2 separate regions of the Onychostoma macrolepis genome follow, and region 2 is linked to region 1. Evidence: chromatin contacts called from public Hi-C data. All regions are on one chromosome and are shown on one strand. Each heading gives the region's core, a stretch centred on a gene start, on an enhancer-like site or on the middle of the called end of the contact. The rest is flanking DNA. Distances are from core to core; before and after follow the strand shown. Region 1 holds the start of phrf1 (PHD and ring finger domains 1). Region 2 holds the start of glg1a (golgi glycoprotein 1a).

Evidence for each region. Hi-C and Micro-C count contacts between places; a contact is called where the count stands out from the background.
Region 2: a contact with region 1 is called in a Hi-C map of muscle, with 2.9 times the contacts expected there. The contact joins the promoter of glg1a here to the promoter of phrf1 in region 1. A contact is called at or near these places in 2 of 2 Hi-C or Micro-C datasets (both in muscle).

The regions. Positions count from the first base shown.
Region 1 is chr25:20,694,527-20,698,850 of ASM1243209v1, reverse strand. It overlaps phrf1 (PHD and ring finger domains 1), which reads left to right and starts at 2,014. Exons shown (of 18, transcript XM_058766828.1): 1 at 2,014-2,169; 2 at 2,832-2,975; 3 at 3,483-3,608; 4 at 4,150-4,324. The coding sequence starts at 2,882.
Region 2 is chr25:20,874,815-20,879,674 of ASM1243209v1, reverse strand. glg1a (golgi glycoprotein 1a) reads right to left here and starts at 2,436. Exons shown (of 27, transcript XM_058766996.1): 1 at 2,077-2,436. The coding sequence starts at 2,376. It overlaps rfwd3 (ring finger and WD repeat domain 3), which reads right to left. Exons shown (of 13, transcript XM_058768095.1): 12 at 4,551-4,768; 13 at 3,839-4,370. The coding sequence ends at 4,227.

The DNA.
Region 1 (4,324 bases), core at 765-3,264:
TTACGCGTTTTAGAAAAAGATCTCCCCGCGTCCTGAAGGTGGTTGGACTCTGTATAGTAAAGCCATGAAGCTAGTGTGGATGTGCACGTACGAAGGATGCAGAGAGAGAGAGAGAGAAAGAGAGAGAGAGAGATGGCGCGAAAAGTCATTTTGAAAATTAGAATGGCTTTTTTTTTACATTTTTTATGTAAGCTGTCACATAAAGTTGATTATTTTCAATTAAAGATAAAGATATTTAGAGTTATTATGCAGTATTCCAGTATAGGGAGGGCATGGAGTTGGTGTTTTAAAATAAACGTTTGATTTAGATGTAATATATATATATATATATATATATATATATATATATATATATATATATATATATATATATATATATATATATAAGCATATTATATATAATATGCTTTACAAATAAATAAATAAAGTAGTAAAAAGCTGATTAGGGAATTGCGACCTATGGAGCCCCTAAAGGGACATGAAGATGGGGAAAAACGAGACTGGAACACTGATCTATATATAAATATATAGGTATATATATGTATTAGTGCTTCTGAGTTCCCTAGCAAGACTTTTACATTCTCAACAGTATTGCGTTCCCCAAAGAAACTTTGCATTTGCTCACATGTGGGGAAAAAAAATTACATTCGCTCTCAAATTTTTTTTGCCGTTTTTTTTTTTTTTTCAAATGTATTGCGTTCACTCAAGAAACTTTGCATTGAAATATATATATATTTTTTTTTTTCTCATACCTCATTATTTTCATAACAAAAGCTTGAGCGAATGTAACATTTCTCGAGGAATTCAAAATTTTCGCAAGCGAATGCAAAGTTACTTTGAGGGAACAATTGTTTTGCGAGAGAACGTGAAAGTTTTGCAGGCGAACGCAAACGTTTTTTATGAGAATGGAAAAGTTTTGTGAGTGAAAGCAAAATTTCTCAGAAGTACACAAAAGTTTTGCCGGGGAATTCAGTCATTTTGTGAGAGGAAGCTAAAGTTTTGCGAGTGAAGCGCGAGCGAGCGCAAAGCTTCTCGGGTGAATACAATACTTCTGCGAGAGAATGAAAATTTATTGAGGACGCATATTACTTTTGAGATAGGATGCAAAAGTTTTGCGATCAAATGCAGTGTTTCTCAGTGGAACACAATATTTTTGAGAGAACGCATTTATTTTTGGAAACACAATAAATTTTTGCAAGTGAATGCAAAGCTTTTTGGGAAACACAAAAGTTCTGTGCAAGAATGCAAAGGTTTTGCAAGCGAACACAAAGTTCCTTGTTTGAAAGCAACACTTCTGCAAGAGAACACAAAAACTTTACAAGTGAACGCAAAGTTTCTCAGGGGAATGCAAATGTTTTAAGAGAAAATGCATAAGTTTTGCAAGCAAATGCAAAAGATTTGCGAGAAAACGTCAAATGTTTTATGAGCGAACGAAAAGTTTCTCAAGGAAAGCAAAAGTTTTGCGAGAGAATGCAAAAGCATTTGGATATAATTTTTCTTCTCGTCTTATTTTCATCTCATCATGTCCCATTAGGGCCTCGACCAGTCAATGTTGTGAATTAGACTCATTTAGATCATTTTTCATGCTCACGCTGCTTATCTAAATAAATCATTTAACAAATGACTAAAATGAATTAATAATTTAATAGGGACAACAATCTTATCAGAATTTACCAGTCAATTTAGAAAATGCATGTTGACCAGCAGGCGAAAAACAATATAGAGTAAATATACAAACAATGCTTTATGTAATCATCGTGAATGCTGGTGAATTAAGCAAAAAAAAAAAAAGAAATGAAAAAAAAAAAAAAGACTAAAATGTAAACAGAATACCTGAAGAATGGTCGACAGGGCTGTGTTTGCAGCACTGAACGTTTAGTTCATGAATATTAATCTAGTCATGCTAAATTTGCTTGGTAACCTTGCTAATTAATATTCATAAGCCCAAACCTTTACCTAAGTAGGATTCATTGTGAAATCTGTCAGTTGACCACCGCCCACTTTCGGCCAATCGTAGAAAGCCTATTGGGCGGAGCTCCCGTCACCTCATTAATATTCATGAGCGAATCCTTCCCATAGTAGGATTCGTAATTTCTCCAGCCGGCAGCGTCAAAGACAAACGCCGTGTGGACTTCAAAACACAAATAATGTCTTACACAACCTTACAGGGTAGGTACAGATGCTCAAAACTATAACCTCCCCGATGATTTCAATAAATGAGACAATTACCGCCTTTAAAAGCTGTTTTATACGGCCTGGATATGAAATTGAACAAAAATAGCTGTTGAGTTAAATTTAGACTAAGGGCAAGAAACACAGATAGCGTGTTAGCTTTAGCCCTAGCTTTAGTACAAGTGTTCAAGGCTCAGTTTTACAAAATAAAACGACTTTTGGCTTTTTGCAATGATTATTTTTCATGTTTGCAATCCACCTCATTATAGCCTTCCTGGAGTGTGTAGTTTAAATGAAGCATGTCGGTGTTTTTATTAGCTGGCTTGGTGTTAGCCGTTAGCATCAAGTCAGTAACATTGTTTCGTATAAATAAAGCACTGAGAGTTATGTGCATTGAGACATTTGTATCAAACTGTACAAAATTAAGACATTTATGAAGACATTTTAACGTAAAAAATGATCTAAGGCATTAGTTTGTGATGGTGTGTCTATTCGAATTTGGCTATTTGATGTAGCAGGTGTTTTGCTGTATTATATCTATGAAAGATAAAGATTATTAGGTTATTCTGCTGTATTTATGCTGTTAGATATTGTATTTAAATGTTGGTCACATTTGGAGTGGATGCTGACATTGTATAATGCATTTTTGTGCCCTACAGGTTGTTCAGTGCTGAGAGATATCTAGATCAGATCAGAGCAGAGCAGAACCATGGATGAGGAGGACAGCCAGGATGAGCTGATCAACAGGAACATCTCCCACGGAAAAGGAAAAAGACCTGCCATGTCCATCATCTCTGATGACGGTTTGTAATCTCACATCAATAAATGGAGCAACACAGGAAGTGTTGTATGCCCTAAATCATCTCTATCCATCCTGGAAAGCCTGATACATGAAATAATACTCAGAAAAATATTATTTTTATGAAATTGAACAGTTTATTAAGACAAACGTTTAAAAAAAAAAATAAAAATCTAAAAGAAAGTTTGTATGTGTTCTTGTATCATATTTGATACATAAAGCTTTTATGGCTCATATAATATGATACAATATCAGAGTTATTGCTACATTTATTTGATAAAAATCAGTAAAGATTTCACAGCAAAAATATATATATATAAATCACAAGGTGAAGATGGATGTTTGTGCAATTTTTACTTGCTAAACTTTAACTTTTTAAAACATTGATACAGGGTTTATGCTGATCTGTGTATCAGATATTATGTAGTCAGGATTGCATAAATACATATTTTTATTTTGTTTTCTGTTGTATTTTTAATGACTTCTCTTCCTGCATGTCACTGAAATTCAGAGGACAACTCCGCAGATGAGGGGGAATCAGAGGAAGGAGACACAGGCAGCGAGGAAGATGATGACGAGCAAGAGGAAGTCCTTGATGGAGAGGAGGAGGAGGAAGAAGATGAGGATGAAAGTGAAGGTAAGATTTAACTTCAACATGACTTTTTTATTTACATCTTTATTGTTTTCAATTTTAGTTGATTACATGAACATTTAAAATTTTTTTTGACTTTTAAAGCCACCTTTTGTATGATCTATTTAATGATTTAAACGACTGCCAGAATAATAATATCTTAATATTAATTATCTTCTTAAGGCCTTTTATCACCGCTAAATGTTAAGCTCACGATAAAATCTAAACTGACAGTTCATGTGTTTTTATGCAATATTGCAGCGTTTAAAATAAATGATTTATGTTCACATCATTATTTTTTAAGATGTTTTCATCTTTAATATTTTATTATGAAAATAAATACTAAAATGCATGTCTAACCACATGAATACAATATTATCTCAGTTGTATAAAAGTGTTTTCCAACAGATAACCGATCATGTGGCACATTAATCGTTAGGAGTGGTGTGTTTGCATTTGCCCAAAAATATGCATATCGTTACACTGATCACACCATCCTCAAACAATCATGGGAGGGAAAACACTGTTGTTGTGTGTGTATCTTCAGATGAGGACTCTGGGAAGGTGCTGGAAGGAGCTGTAGGGAGTGCTGCTGTGGATGCAGCGGGTCTGAGCTCAGACGAGGACTCGGAGAAATGCCCCATCTGCCTGAACTCATTCCACGAGCAGCCCGTGGCCACGCCGGAGTCCTGCGAGCACTACTTCTGTCTGGACTGCATCCT
Region 2 (4,860 bases), core at 1,187-3,686, 180 kb before region 1:
AGCACAACCAGTCAGTCAAGTCGAACAAAAGCAGAAATTCAGTTTACAAGCCATCCTTGTTCATACCAAGGATGATAACTATAACGAAACCACAACTTTAAAGTTTTAATAATCGTTCTAATTATACCACAACTACAACACCGAGTAATGATATCCCCAGAATCACTTTCAGAATTTTTTTTATAAGTATTTTTATTGTTATTTTTTTAGGTGAATGCAACTAAAACATACTAAAAACAAAAATATTTGCAAATATTGTGAAGAAATATTATATAATATTATATATATATATATATATATATATATATATATATATATATATATATATATATATATATATATATATATATATATTATATATATATATATATATATATATATATATATATATATATATATATATATATATATATATATATATATATAGAAAAAAAAAAAAATTTTACAGGTAAACCTATTCGTGATAATTATAATTCGGCTTATAAGAATGATATGAAAAATGAGCTTTCTCGGAAGTGCCCGATGCAACATTATATCAGCCAATTTATCTGCTGATTGTTGATTGAATGTTCATTTATTCAAAGCGTGCATGTTTGGAACAGTCTTTCCTCTGTTGAACACAAAAGAAAATATTTTGAAGGATGTTGGCAACCAAACAGTTGACGGTAGCCATTGACTTTCACAGTAAGGTAAAAATACCACGTCAACGGCTACCGTCAACTGTTTGGTTGCCAACATCCTTCAAAATATCTTATTTTGTGCTCAACAGAGGAAAGCAACTCTTACAGGTTTGGAAGACATGATTTTTGGATGATCTTTCCCTTTAAGATGTGGGCATGGCACTCAAAAATGAAGGTGAGCTTGGGCTGCTGCGTTCCACTCCACTTTTAGACATGCACTCGCGAACTTCCTGTTTTGACCGAGGGAGCGAGTCTGCTTCATATGCACACTTCAGGCCGCTCCATAGACCACAATGCAACACGATTATGACGTCATCACAGACCGCGTTTAATTTATCCCCACCCCAACCAACTCTATAATATATAAATAATTTTTTTTAACATTTAAAACAGCCCAAGCATACCTATATACATACGGAACGCTGCACCGAACAAATTCGTAAGGGGAAAAATGTAAACAATAAACCAACTGTATAGCAAATTCGAAAGTGATCAAGGGCTCAGGACGTCCCAGTTCAGCCCCATCGCAAGGGTTCGGCCAGAAGTGGGCACTCATGCAACGTAATCAATGACGTACATCCGAGTAAACGAGACAGAGGCAAGTTTGCAAAAGTGAAGGGACTGGAACACAGCCTCGGAGTCAAAAGTAGCGGGGCGGGGTTTAAGCGCACTAAATGATTGGAGAAGTCCAGCATGCGTCACCTGAGAGAAGTCAGACCATTTAACTGAAACACTGAGTTATTAAATTAATTAAATATTAAAAAGTAAAATTAAAATAAATATTTGCATAAAGCACAAACGTTCATAATACATAGATTTTAATGAGTAGCAGTGATAATGCCGACTTCAACAGAAGCCATTGTGCTCATCTCATTTGCTAGCATTACATAATTCACCACCCTGCTGCTATAATATCAGCGACCGCATTTTTCAAAATATCACATCGGTCGCCGCGCGCTAGCAGTGCAGGTGACGTCACAGAGGGGCTGACTCAGACCGCATATTTGGGCGTGCAGCTGAGCTCTAAGTAGGCAGCTCATTAGGGATTGAGACACGGCCGTTAACAGGAAGCACTCTATTAACCGTGATAACCGGATCTTCAACCCCCCAAAACTGCTTGTATGTGACATTCAGAGGCCTTTCTTGTCAAACTGCGTCTGATGTTTAAATATGAATAAAATCTTCTCACGCTTGTTGCTTATGAATCTATATGATCTTTAACTTATGAATGTCGCACAAATGCACGAAGACGCTGCAGATCCAGATGTGTGTTAGAATAACACAGTAACGTAACGTTATGCAGACTATGATCGGTCAGTTCTGCTCTGTACGCGGCTTTAATCGCCACGCGCTCACAGACTATGCGTTAAATACAGACTCGGCCGTGTTTTCTTACGTCTTTTCGGTCCTGCAGGCACTCGAGCACGGCCAGGTTGTTGTTCCAGGAGTGTTTGGGGCAGATCCGGCTCACGTCCTCCCGACAGGCCGCCTCCTCCGCGAGCTTCCAGCCGCCGCTGCGCCGCACCGCGGAGGCCCCGTCCAGCGCCGCCGCTTTGCCCTCTCCCGCCGCGTTTCTGCCTCTTTCGGGATTATCCGCGGCGTTATCGGTGTCCGATTTGCCTCCATGAGCGGAAGACATCCAGCCGGAGATGAATATCAACAGCAGCAGTCGCTGCACACGTCTACACGCCGCCATCTTCGCGGAGACAACTTACGAATCCTACTACGGCCAGGAGGACGCTCATGAATATTAATTAGCACGCTCTGACGTCGAGTCGCTTCCTGAAAGTCCGAGCTGGTTGCCTTATTAATATTCATGAGCTAAATCCCCAACCGTAGTAGGATTCGTTAGTTCTCGGTTGAAGTGGTGCGGAATTCAGGGTTCACGAACTAAACATGGGCCACGTAGACGGAGACTTAGAGATACTTGGTTTATTAGATGAAAGGAAGATAAGGAAAGAAATTAGCATGAAACAGTGAGTTGAGAAATGGGCGGGGCTTAGAGGTCCAGAGACTTTGTACGATGGGTGTGTGCAACTATAAGTAACGTTATTTTTATGTTTTAACTTCTCACTGTGTATTCTCAGTCAAACCATTTTAAGTTTATTTAGTGTCTTTATTCAGGAAAAAAATCATGATCCACAACGCTGCTGCAGTAACGCGTAATATGGTGTTGTCATCTGGTTCCTGTAACTTTTCTCAGCGATGACCACGATGCACCAATCACGATCGATTACGATTACATGATTGTGTATTTATTTTAATAGAGATTCTTTTTGCGTTTGAATTACATTTTATGTCAAACAATACTTCAAAATTTCTAACATTTAAATTATTCTATCTTTTATAAAGCAAACGTATCTTGCAAAAAAAACAAAGGAATATAGCTCAAGCCTTCGAGTTGAAGGGAGAATGCGCCCTCTGGAGGAAGACAAATTTATATTCTGCAGAAACAATTTTTATTTACATGACACAACTTCAGAATTATGCAAGTTGTAATGTTTTATTACACTATCTATTTACGTCTGGCCGTAGATTTCAATTACAGCACATACGTTGCAAAAAGGGTTTATATATATATATATACATATTTTTTTCTGAAGGTTTTACAGAGGTTTGTACATAGAATATTTGCTTTATTTGTAATAGCATGTTTTTCTTAAAATATGGTGAAATAATATATATTTTTATAGATATTGACAATATTCTGTGATTTATGGAATAATAAAAATATTCAAAATCCCATTGCACAAACCTTTAACTATAAAATGCCAACAAAATGAAATAATGTTGTTTTTTGGCTTTATAATGTAGATTTCTGAATTTATGTAAATTAGTAATTCGAATATACCTTGCATATTTAAACATATTTCAGAAAACTTGCAATACAAAACAATTATTTTAATATACTATGCTTAATAATGGAAAGGGGAAAGTATGGTGAGATCTGTTAGTTAAAATATTGGCACTATTCACCTGTTATTTGTAGTAAAAAAAAAAAACAATAACTCTTATTTTAATAACATATTTAACCATGGCCCAAATTTTGCACACAACCCTGTTACTGCTGGACCACTGCAGAGGAACATTTCTTAAATTTATGACACCCAAGAAATAACGATTTGACTCAAATCCCTGTTAAGACAATATTGCTTATAACTTTATTAACTTGAAAAAAAAAAAAAAGATCACTGCAAATGTTCTTTATTTTTCCTGATTTAATTGTGCCACTCCTATACAGATGTTTTTAAGGTGCTCACAAACTGTCAATGTAGGCATTTATTGTTTTATTAAACAAATTTAAAAAAAACCACTTACATATATATATATATATATATATACAATGAAAACTAAGACATTAAAAATAAGCCCTGATTTTAAGGTCAGAAACAGAAAACTCTTTATAATGTACAGAAAATAAAATAAAGGATTAAGATTTAAAACAAACAAAACACAGAAAAAAGTGTCACACGGCGTCCCAGTCCACCAGTATTTGGTTTATGAAAAATGCTTATGCAGATTTTTGTTTGAATGTTACTCTCAGTCTCACTCCCATTTATAGACCTTCAGCATCTTCTCGGTCAGAGAGGCCAGATAACTGCTCTGGTTGACCCCAAACGGACAGATGTCCAACACGGGGAGATCCGCAGGCATCTTCTGAAGCAGAGCACCAGTGCTGGCATCCCAGACCTGCAGACAGAACGGAGAAATCATAGTCAATATGTGCGCATAACTAACAGAACCAGCGTCAAACTGCTTACACAAGCAATGCGTAACCAAATGAAAGTCGATACTGAATGAGAAGCACGAGCACAGGGCTGGACTGGATGTGATCTGTGTGTAAGTGACTGGATGAAGAGCGTTTCTCACCATGGTGGAGTTTGTGGCCTCGTCTCCAGCACACACCAGCGTGGCTCCCTCTCCGGCCGGACTCTTGAACACGGTGTTCTTGGTGAGCAGCTTGCAGGAGGATCCAGCGATGAAGGTCTGGACTGGAGAGCAGGAGCAGACGGGCGGCTGTCTGCTGTCTGTCTGAGGCGTCCGGCTGAGCTCCATTAAAACACAGCGCAGGGACGGGTTTGCGCGACCTGGACGACACAAAACAGACATGAATGTGAATGCTTTTAAAAAGGAACCAAGATGCAAGAAATCACAGGACAAAGACATGCATGCAACCTTA